Regions from separate parts of the Gossypium hirsutum genome. Here region 1 is linked to region 2. A link is a contact called in public Hi-C data. All regions are on one chromosome and are shown on one strand. The core of a region is the stretch at or near the end of the contact, and the rest is flanking DNA. Distances in the headings are between cores, read along the strand shown. Region 1 has its middle 30 kb from the start of LOC107946932. Region 2 holds the start of LOC107886092 (acid beta-fructofuranosidase).

Region 1 (5,225 bases), core at 2,074-4,573, 49 kb before region 2:
ACTAGAACATTTAGATAAAATTGCATATGATGTTTATTTTTCTTACTATTTTTATTAGTAGCCATGCTATCAACTACTTTTTTAATCGAACATAATAATATGATGATTTGAATTTGATTATTATTACTTGCTTATTAATAACTTTTACAAAATATAAATTATGTAACTGTGAAATTACAATTTGTAATACCAAACATGACATAGGGAATTATGATGTAATTGCACTCTTTCAACCAAACATGTATAGGGAATTACAATTCTTTATAATTACAAGAAAGTGTAATTACTAAGGTAGTAACTACACTTTCATTCTTGTCCAAACAAACCCATTGACTAAAAAGTTGTAAGCTTGTTACAAAGGCTTCCTCGTCAACAACCATCACCCATATTTCACCAATATTTCATATATTGGGACTTCCAAACAGCTTCGTACAATGTCTTCCTCGTCAACAACTAGTGTATGAGATACTCTTCACTCATTTACTTCAAATATGGTACATAATAAAAATTTCCCAACTGGTTTCAAGAATAGTGAAACTGATATGGAACATATTCCTTTAATATCCTATTAGAAAAAATCCAAAACTTATGACCCAATTTTCTTAACAAATTTCAACTAAAGCCAAATTATAAACACAAATAAAAAACAATTCATTTCTTTTCAAAATTATGTATTTTTTTGGATGGTTTCATGGAATTATGGTTATGAATAGTACTAATATATGAGGATCCCAATGTTAGTTCGAAATTTTAAAACAAAGTGGTGGAAAAAATTCAATGACGAGAAACATAATTCTTAGTGTTTAGATGCATTTTTCAACAAATATTCAAGATTGTGCAAGTCCATTGCCTCAAACCAAACTGTTGCGAAATTTACTGTTAGCGCATTGCTAGCTTAGGCCAAGACCAAAATAGAATATTGAAAGCTTATGGCTAAAATGTTTAGCTCAATGTACTTCGATTCAAAAGACAGTAAATCCTCAGCATCGTAAATTAAAACAATGGATCTTGTAGATGATACTACAATATTGACAATCACTAAAACCAATAAAAATGATAAGAATGAGATAAATAGTGAGATTCCCTACAAAGTTTCTAAAATGTACATGCAAAAGTCTTCAAAAGAAAAAAAAGATGAATAGTGAGGTTCCTCGCATAATCATCAAATTTAGGGAATATATTCTAAAATGATTCAGGGAATAGTGAGATTCCTTACAAAGATTATGAGATGAATAGTGAGATTCATTGCCAAGTTTCTGAAATGATTTAAGGAATATATTCTAAAATAAGATGAATAGTGTAGATTCCCTGCAAAAATATCTAAAATAGTAATAATGTATGCAAAACTATTAAAATTTTAATGATGTATGGAAATAGATTCCTTAATAATGTCGTTGTAAAAGAGGTAAGAGCCCTCAATAAAAAAACTCTCAATTTGGAGATGAAAGTCACGTTTTAATTTTCCCAAAATTCTTCTAAGCAAAATTTTTCCATCTTCTCAAAAAATCCCTCCATCAAATTTTAACTTTTTTAAAATTTAAAATTCTAAATTTTCATTTGCATCCATCCTTAGATCCTTGAGCCTCATTTGTATCAGAGCAATAAATAAAACATGTAATTTTAAGTTTTAAATTTTTTTTAAAAAAAATTCAATATTTTTGAGTTTTGGTTTAACTATATTTATTAATATATTGTTATTATCCATTTTGGATGAGTCCAAATATGTGTCAAACCGTCAGTGTTGAAGCTATCAAAACTATCTCAATTTTTATTGTTTTAAGAGGCTGAAGACACATAATGTTCAATGATTCATTATTAGGAACAGTTGAAACAAACCTATGTACTAGCTTTATACATTTTAATTGCTTCCCAAATTTTATGGTTTCAATAATTGATAAAAAAATATTTTAAAATCCTTGACCCTTCAAGTTCATACTCATACTTACAAGAAGCATCCTGAAATGGAGGTGCTAACATTAATTTATTAGCTCCATTTTAAAGTCATGTATTTCGTAGTGAACACTACAACTTTAGTCCATAGCTCAAAAGGAGAAACTCTTTTAATAGAAACAAACACCTTAAGATTCCACCGTATCCTAGTTCAGAAGCATCTGTTTCTGCTGTCTACTTGTGTCATATGGTGAAAACACCTAGAAAAAGACGACTGTCATTACTTGTAATAATTGATTGTTAGGTAAAAAAGGTTTTTGTAATTTTAACATTCAAAAGCTCAATTGAGTGCAATATATATAGGGGCTTATTTGATTTTTTTTGAAAAAAGTTTAGGGGCTTTTAAAACTCTATAGCCTAAAATTTAAGAAAAATCAATATGAAGAAAGAAATTCTGGTCAAATAGTGAAATCTTAGTTTTGATTTATAAGTTTGATCATCGATGCAAAGATAAAATTCATTATTCTTCAATAAATTAGTTATAGTTGTCGACATCGCACCTAACAACCAATCTCTTCTTACCTTCTCGATAAAGCTCGTTAACATTATTTATCTTATTAACTAACAACCTTATAATGAAGAGCCTAAGATTTAATTTATTAATAGCATAAAAGGCTAGAGAGGCCCAATTCTAGCTAACAAAAACACACAAGTTCTTTTAGACTAAATTACATATCCACGTAACAAAGAATTGCATAATTCATCATACACAATCATGCTCTTATTAAAATAATTAAACAATTATAGATTTAAAAATATTAATTGAGAAGACAAATATTCTAAAATATCAAATATTCTAAACTAATAGCAAATGCGATTAGGTATAGTTCTGAACTTAAAACTATGTATTTCAAGTGCAAACTTACAAGCCATTATTGAGAATTTTGTTGATGTTTTTAGGCTTTTTTAAGTGTCAAAATAGTTTCGTGAGACCTTTTAATTCCTTTCAAATAATTTGACAAATTATGGCAATACGAGTAACTCATCCATTGAAGTGGAAAAGTGAAGGCAGGCCATACAAGTGAGCAACTTGAGGTTTTGGGGTAGGCCTAGCTTCGGGTTCTGCATGGGGATGAAAGTGTAGAAAAGAATAGAATATTATTATGAAGAGCAGCTCTCGAGCTCGTTCTTCTCAATCCAAAAGCATGCCGATAATGGGTGTATGCACTTGCATAATCTTCATCAGCTCCAATTTGTTTGATCCAAATTCATTATATTTTTGTTGTTAACCATGCTTTGCTAAAACTAAATGTTATATGAGGATAAATGATATACAAAAAACACCATATTCTAACATGTTAGCAAGCTTATCTTTGATTGCAGGGCTCCAGCATCCTTCTTGGACCTTTTGGCCCAGAATTCTTCAAAGAAAACTGGTGCAGTGATATGAAACGAACATGGGTCAATTCCAAGAGCTTTGGACCAATGTTGAGCAGCCCACTCTTTAAGGGTTGGATTATCAAAATGAGGATCGCAAGGATCTAAAATACAACATAACTGCCGTTGGTGCCTTGATCTTGACAGTCGAGTCTGGTTTTCAGGTAATATATTTATAATGTCTGCAACAAATACAGGACATTAACTTTGTTGAGCACCAAACCAACATTATCGTCGACAACACTTGGTTTATTTCCTCAAACGGCCCTGCTGCATCATGTGCATGTGCAATTATATGTTCAATCTCTCCACCATAATTTACTTGCCTCTATTTATTTATTACTACTTTGGGTATTTGTTTAATGATCACCAACTGAAAGGGAACAAACTTCTAGACATATTATACTAATCACACTGGTCTTAATAATTAATCAAACTGTGTTTTTCAGGTAACTGAGCAACATCAGTTTTTCTGGAAGTGGATTAGGTTCAGATCAGTTTTATTAATTCCACTTGATATTCTCTTCTTAATCTTTATCCAAAACCAAAACAATCATTTTAAAAGTACATTTAACTGATATTCAAATCCATATATGCCAATTACGCTGTTTCCACCGATTGAATCCTCCTAAATCTCCTCATTGGCTATACATGCATGTAATTCACCATAGAATCCCAGGATTATATGTCACCATCTTCCTTTCTCTTTATCGTGAATCTCTTGCTTTAATCTCAAGGATTGTCTTTAATTATAACAAGTTGAGGGGTAGATAGAGAAGAAAAGAAAGCCCTTTGAGAGTAGGCAAAGGACAGCAAAGTGAGTTCCAACTCATTAAAACCTTAGAATATATTTGAATGAATGAATCATAATGATGTCAATAATGTGCAGTGAAAGCATCAACAGGTTCAACTTGGCTCTGAACACAACACCTGAGCCAAGGAGTTATTGAGTTTAAAAATTAACTCGGTGAATTGGCTGATATATGGTTTCCTTTGAATAAGTTATCCTTTTAGGCCCAGTTGGTCACCTTCTTGTACATGATTACACCCAAAACAAAAGACAGTCATTAAATGCTTGATAGAGGAAGTCCATGTCCTCCCTTTTATTAACTTATCCCTTCAAACCATGTCTTGATCTTGACCTTTTTGCCTCTCTCAATCACGCACGCCTGATTATAATTATATTGCAAAGTTGGGTGGTGTAAAAGTATAGTATTTTTAGTGCTGTTTTCTTAACCTTTTTCATGATTTGGAAGTGAACTAACAATCACAAAAGAAAAATCCCCGTAGTTCTGGAAAGATTAGGACTTGCGAACTACTTTTTTAACATAATATGCTTCACATGATGAGTTTAAAAATTGGGGGTAATAAATAATAATCATAGACGCTCAATGGTCAACATGAACAGAAATGAGTATTTATTTTGGATAGCGATGGCCCTATAAGTTTATTTCTAGGATGCAAATAATTACAGAATACTTTATGAAATGTGTAGTTAATGGAATCTAATTAAACAATTAACCTATTGGATCTCGTCTTATTGTTTTTAATTTTTTTTAAATCTCAATATATTTAGCTCTATACCACTTATTTTGGTTGATTAACAAATTTAAGTTAAAAATGATTGAAAGCATGAAGATCGGAAACACAATAAAAATAGGTGTGGGTATAGAAATTGTTTACCCAATTCTATAGTATTTCTAGTCCTATTGTGAGCCCTCACTCTTATATATCAATCTAAGATCACTTTATTTCACTTAGACTTAACTACTTGAAAACAAGATACTAACAACGAATAAAGAAGTGTTCTTACTCAATCGTCCATAATCAAACTAAGCGAGCCTTCTTTAATTAGGTATTATAGGCTTACAACCTTCTAATCAGTGTAAACGTGTATT
Region 2 (4,820 bases), core at 2,243-4,742:
TTTTAACACGAAATTAGTGTGTGGACTTCTTTTTTCGATTGAACAAGATCATAAGACAACTGTCTTCAAAACCAATATGGTATTCTTCAAGAAATTTTTTCAAGTTGTATAAATTCTTTAAAAATTTCTTGAAATTTTGGAGAGGATTTAGAATTCTCAAAATTAGTTTTTCGAAGATTTTTTGGATTTCTGAACTTGTAAATATGTAGAATAGCTTAAAAGAGATCCTCTTTTATAGTATTAGTCATTTGGGTAAAAGAGAGTTCTTGTAAAATATAAACTCTTCATTTAAGTGATCCACATGCATCTAATTTATCTCACATTAATTTAATTAATTAGAGATAAAATAAGTATTTAATATTATCACTTAATTGTTTTTTGTACTACAGTGATTTGAACTCAGGCTATTCTTGGGAAAGATAAACATTCAGCCAATAGGTCACAACTTGGATAATTTTGATTATTTACCTCTTAATTAATTTAAATTAATTAGAGAAAAATAATTATGACACATGTGATATCATCGTTTTAGCTCGTCGTAATTTTAGCTTTGACATAAGGTGCTTTGTAGTTGATTCGGAAATATCTTTGCCTACAAATGCTCCTTAAAAGATCTTTTCCTTTTGCCATTTTGTAGTTACTATTTTAAGGGGTTAGCTTGTAATTGATCTTTAGTATGTTAACAAGCTTTTAAAACGTCTATTTATTGAGATACTTGTATAAGTTTCGTGTGAGAGTATAGATAGCAATTTATTATTCGTAGAAGAATGTATTTTGTGAACGCAATAGAAAGTAAACCGTTTATGTTTACAACTTTAGAACTGAATGTTCTAGCCTTTACAAGTTTCTAATTATATATTATTTTATTAGACAATTTTACATTCAATTTAGTTCATACAACGAAGTTGTGTTAGGTGAAGAGTTTTTTTTTAATCAATTGTTCAATTGAAGTTGTGACATGACAATTTTTGGGGGAATCAATAATAACCACTAAATTAAACCATAGGCATTTAAATCGGACATAGGAGAAAATAATTTTAAAGGCTTAAATCAGATGATGGAGAAATATAACTGGAAATACCATGCGACCTGAGTACATGTACTAATAGCCAAAATCCTTAGGAGCCCACCCCAGTCTCCACCTCAACCTTCACCAACCATATTCTGCATTATATGGTATAATTATTGTAGCAAAATCATGTACGTTTTGAACTATACACTGTTCCTGATTGGTCCACATATCTCATTTGACGACAGAAAATCGGTGATCTAAAATTTTTCAATTTAATTAAAAGTTTAAACAATAATCCCCCCCCCCCAAAATTTGCATGTGGAAACATGCAGGACAGGCAAGACATTAAAACAAAAGAGGAACATGCAATATGAGGTCACCTTTTGTATTGATTGCTTTTGTTTTTATTTAAGGATTTTGAGTGTGTTTAGGACATTCATTGATATTGATATACTGTTTATAATAATTATAACAATTGATCCTTTTTTTTACGTGTCAAAAATTAGAGGAGGATAATGATAATATCATGAATTTAACCTACAACTTTTAAAGGTACCCAAAAAATGGGCCACATCAATATATTACTATCGAAAAATTCTAAGAAATTAAATTTTCTCAAATTAAAATTTTGTTTTGCCATTCGTGACACCAACTTTTAATTTCAATATATTTTTTTAATTTTAATCTTCATCATTAGTTTGGTTTTGTGCTCTTATTTTGTCAACTCTATCTTTTTTAAAAGTTACATGCAGTTTTAATTTTAATTTTTAGTCATGTTCTGACATATATATAATGGCGTCATTAGATCTATTAAGAATTGGTCTCGAAGGATTTTATCATGATAAATCGTAGCAATTGTGACAAATTTGAAATGATGAGACGGATGAAAAGCTATCTGAGACTTGACCTTTTGTACATCACTTATGTGATGAGGCTTTTGACAGTTTTTTCTTAGTTGACTGGTGATTGATTTGATGATGGTGAGGTTAGGTTGCAAATCAGTGATTTAATTAAATTGATACATGTTTATTTTGTTGAAGACTTATTCCAGTATTGCAATTACTGTCATTTGTGTTATTATTATTTTGATTTCTATTAATAACAATAATTTCTTTAAAAATAAAACATTAACAGCTGTTGTTTAAATTGATGTGGGCAAGTAAGTTTTAAAATGTAGTTGAAGATGTTCATTCATTTGAATGTAACATTGAGCAGAATAATCAATTATCTTCTGCATGTGGATAGGAGCTCCACATGATCCAATAATTTATGTGGTGGCTGTGGATGGACCATTTCTTTTCGAATCCTAATCAGCACTTACTCATTCATCCTGGTTTTTAACTGAATAATTGCCGGACCTACGTGCACTCAAGTTTTTCCTTGTAATATTTAAAGCTACCAAGTTAGAGATTTTTTAAAATACCCACAGTCTTCTCCTTCAGTTGTATTCCTCTTTCTTTGTCTGCCTATTCTTTACTGATATATCACTGCTAAAATTTAATTTCCTTTCGCAAGTTCTATAGAAATAAAAGGAAGTGTTAAATGAGCCTTGCTGTCATTATTAAGTAGCCAGATAAAAAGTTCCATAAAAATCCTTGTTTTCTACATAATTAATATACTTCCATAACTGCAAATAAGCAATTATTGGTATAAAGCCAATATTTTGTAATTTTCCCACCCCCACCCAACCGGCTGCTAATATAAAACTAAAACTAAATGTATGGTCTGTGAAAGCACACCTCTTACCCTCTGAAAACAACATACACGAGACTTGTCTGCGGTTATTGAATGGATAACATGATTGGATCCTATGCTCTTTTCTTATTTTACTGTAATAACAGCTAATACATGTGCCAGTGGCAGTTCCCTAGTTTCCCACAATTCAAGTAGAATGTGTTACGCTTTTAGATTTCATTGCAAGTGTATGATCTAAAATTTCATTTCAAATCAACTAGGTTTAGTTTTCTCTGCCTATTAAATCTGATTGTCTCAAAGCCGTTAACATTCATCAACTAGGTTTAGGTTTAGTGACTTAAATTAAAAAAATTCATCAGCTTTTAAAAAGGATAAAATATTAAAAGATTTTAATATATCCCTCGAAAAGATAATTTAATTACAGATAGTCTTGTTAAATTGGTACGAGACAAAAAAAAACGAGTTTAAAACTATATGGAGACTCTCCTTTAAAGAAGCTAGTTTCATTTAGTTTTATGTACTTTATTTTACACAAAAAAAACCATTCATATTAATTTTTGTTTCCTTGCATATAAGAGGATAATTTTATACTATTTTAATTGAATTAATGTTTAATTTACTCATGATATTAACTTGTTTAAAATCTTAATATAAATATAAATAAAATAATATTTTAATAATACCTCAACCAAGTTGTTCTCTAATTAACTTCCTGAAAAATGAAAATAAAAATAAAAATAAAAGGTAAAATTAGTGTTGGTTTTGGTCACTTTCTTTGCCCCCGTCAAATGTCAATCCTGGAAACCGCCCAACTTATTGGCCAAGCGAAGCACAGTCCTTATATAATAGTCAGACCCCAACTCTTCAAACATACTCAGCCATCGCTCATCCCTTTCTAACTCACATTTTTTCCATCTCCATTTTTTAACCAAGTTATCCACAATGGTGGATACAAGGCCATTCCTTCCGGTTTCTAGCCATGCCGGCTCCGATCCAACGGGGCCTTCGGAAAATCGCCGGAAACCCATGAAATTGCAGCTTTCAATCTTTTTTGTGTTGTTGACGGTCGGATTTTTTGCGGCTTTGTTGACTAGTAACAATGGATCAGATAATGGTTTCGTCAAAGAAAACGAACATGGCTCATTGGCTTCGCCCTCCTCCGAGAAACAGTTGCGGCCGGTGTCACGTGGACCGGCTGTCGGAGTGTCAGAGAAATCGAACAGGTTTTTTGCCAAAGATAACGAGAATCAGCTGGCGTATCCATGGAATAATAGCATGCTGTCATGGCAAAGAACAGCTTTTCACTTTCAACCTGAAAAGAATTGGATGAATGGTAAGAGAAAAAAGAGGTTCCTTTTTCCCACTTCCTTTGAAATTATTTAAAAAGTGCCCGTACTTTTTGAATATTATACTAGATAAAAAAGTTTATTAATAATTTCCACTGCATTTCAATCATATTATCAATGGTCGAAAGCTGAAAGATGAAATACATACTTAGTTGAATCTTAACAATTATATATTTTTTTCTTTATAAAAACACCATGAAAATGAAGTAGCATATACTTGATTAATTTCGGGTGGATTCAAATTTCCAACAGTTCCTTATTTCATGGAAGAAAATGAGGAGTGATTAGATCTGGGTTTTTCCTTTCTTCTTAAATATGCTGTTTTTTTTTATCACATATCTCTGACATTTTGGGTTTTTTGTTTGTTTGTTTGGCTGGGTGCTTGTTCATACGTTGTTGCTCTGACATGGGAATCTGGTTCGTTCTGCTTCAGATCCTAATGGTAAGGCCCTGTATAATTTTGTATACCCAAGCTTGTATAAAAGTGAAACCTTTATGACCTCTTATTTTTTTTGAGGTTAAAAAAGAAAAGGGCTTTTGGGGGGGCACACGCAATCCACAAAATAACTTTTTGCCCCCCTTGATTAACTGCAGTATCTGATTGAATAGACAACTAATTGCAAACTCAATAATTCCTACTTTGTCGAAAAGTTGGAGCCCACCATTTCTATTAATTTTACATTCATTATTATTTAACCATACACTGTTATGAAAGTACATATCATTGAAATTTTATTCAATTATTTTTAAAATATAACATTCATTAA

Evidence for each region. Hi-C and Micro-C count contacts between places; a contact is called where the count stands out from the background.
Region 1: a Hi-C map of leaf shows a contact between it and region 2, with 3 times the contacts expected there. The contact joins the enhancer-like site here to the promoter of LOC107886092 in region 2. A contact is called at or near these places in 9 of 34 Hi-C or Micro-C datasets (callus and leaf).

The regions. Positions count from the first base shown.
Region 1 is chrD12:57,734,554-57,739,778 of Gossypium_hirsutum_v2.1, reverse strand. No RefSeq gene overlaps it. Among protein-coding and RNA genes, the nearest start is that of LOC107946932, 30 kb to the left of the region's middle. Within about 2 kb of position 3,323, at least 3 of the 9 cell types and tissues checked have an H3K27ac peak or open chromatin away from gene starts, as enhancers often do. A contact at or near this core is called in leaf, where this site is marked.
Region 2 is chrD12:57,686,153-57,690,972 of Gossypium_hirsutum_v2.1, reverse strand. It overlaps LOC107886092 (acid beta-fructofuranosidase), which reads left to right and starts at 3,492. Exons shown (of 7, transcript XM_041107399.1): 1 at 3,492-4,040; 2 at 4,487-4,495. The coding sequence starts at 3,650.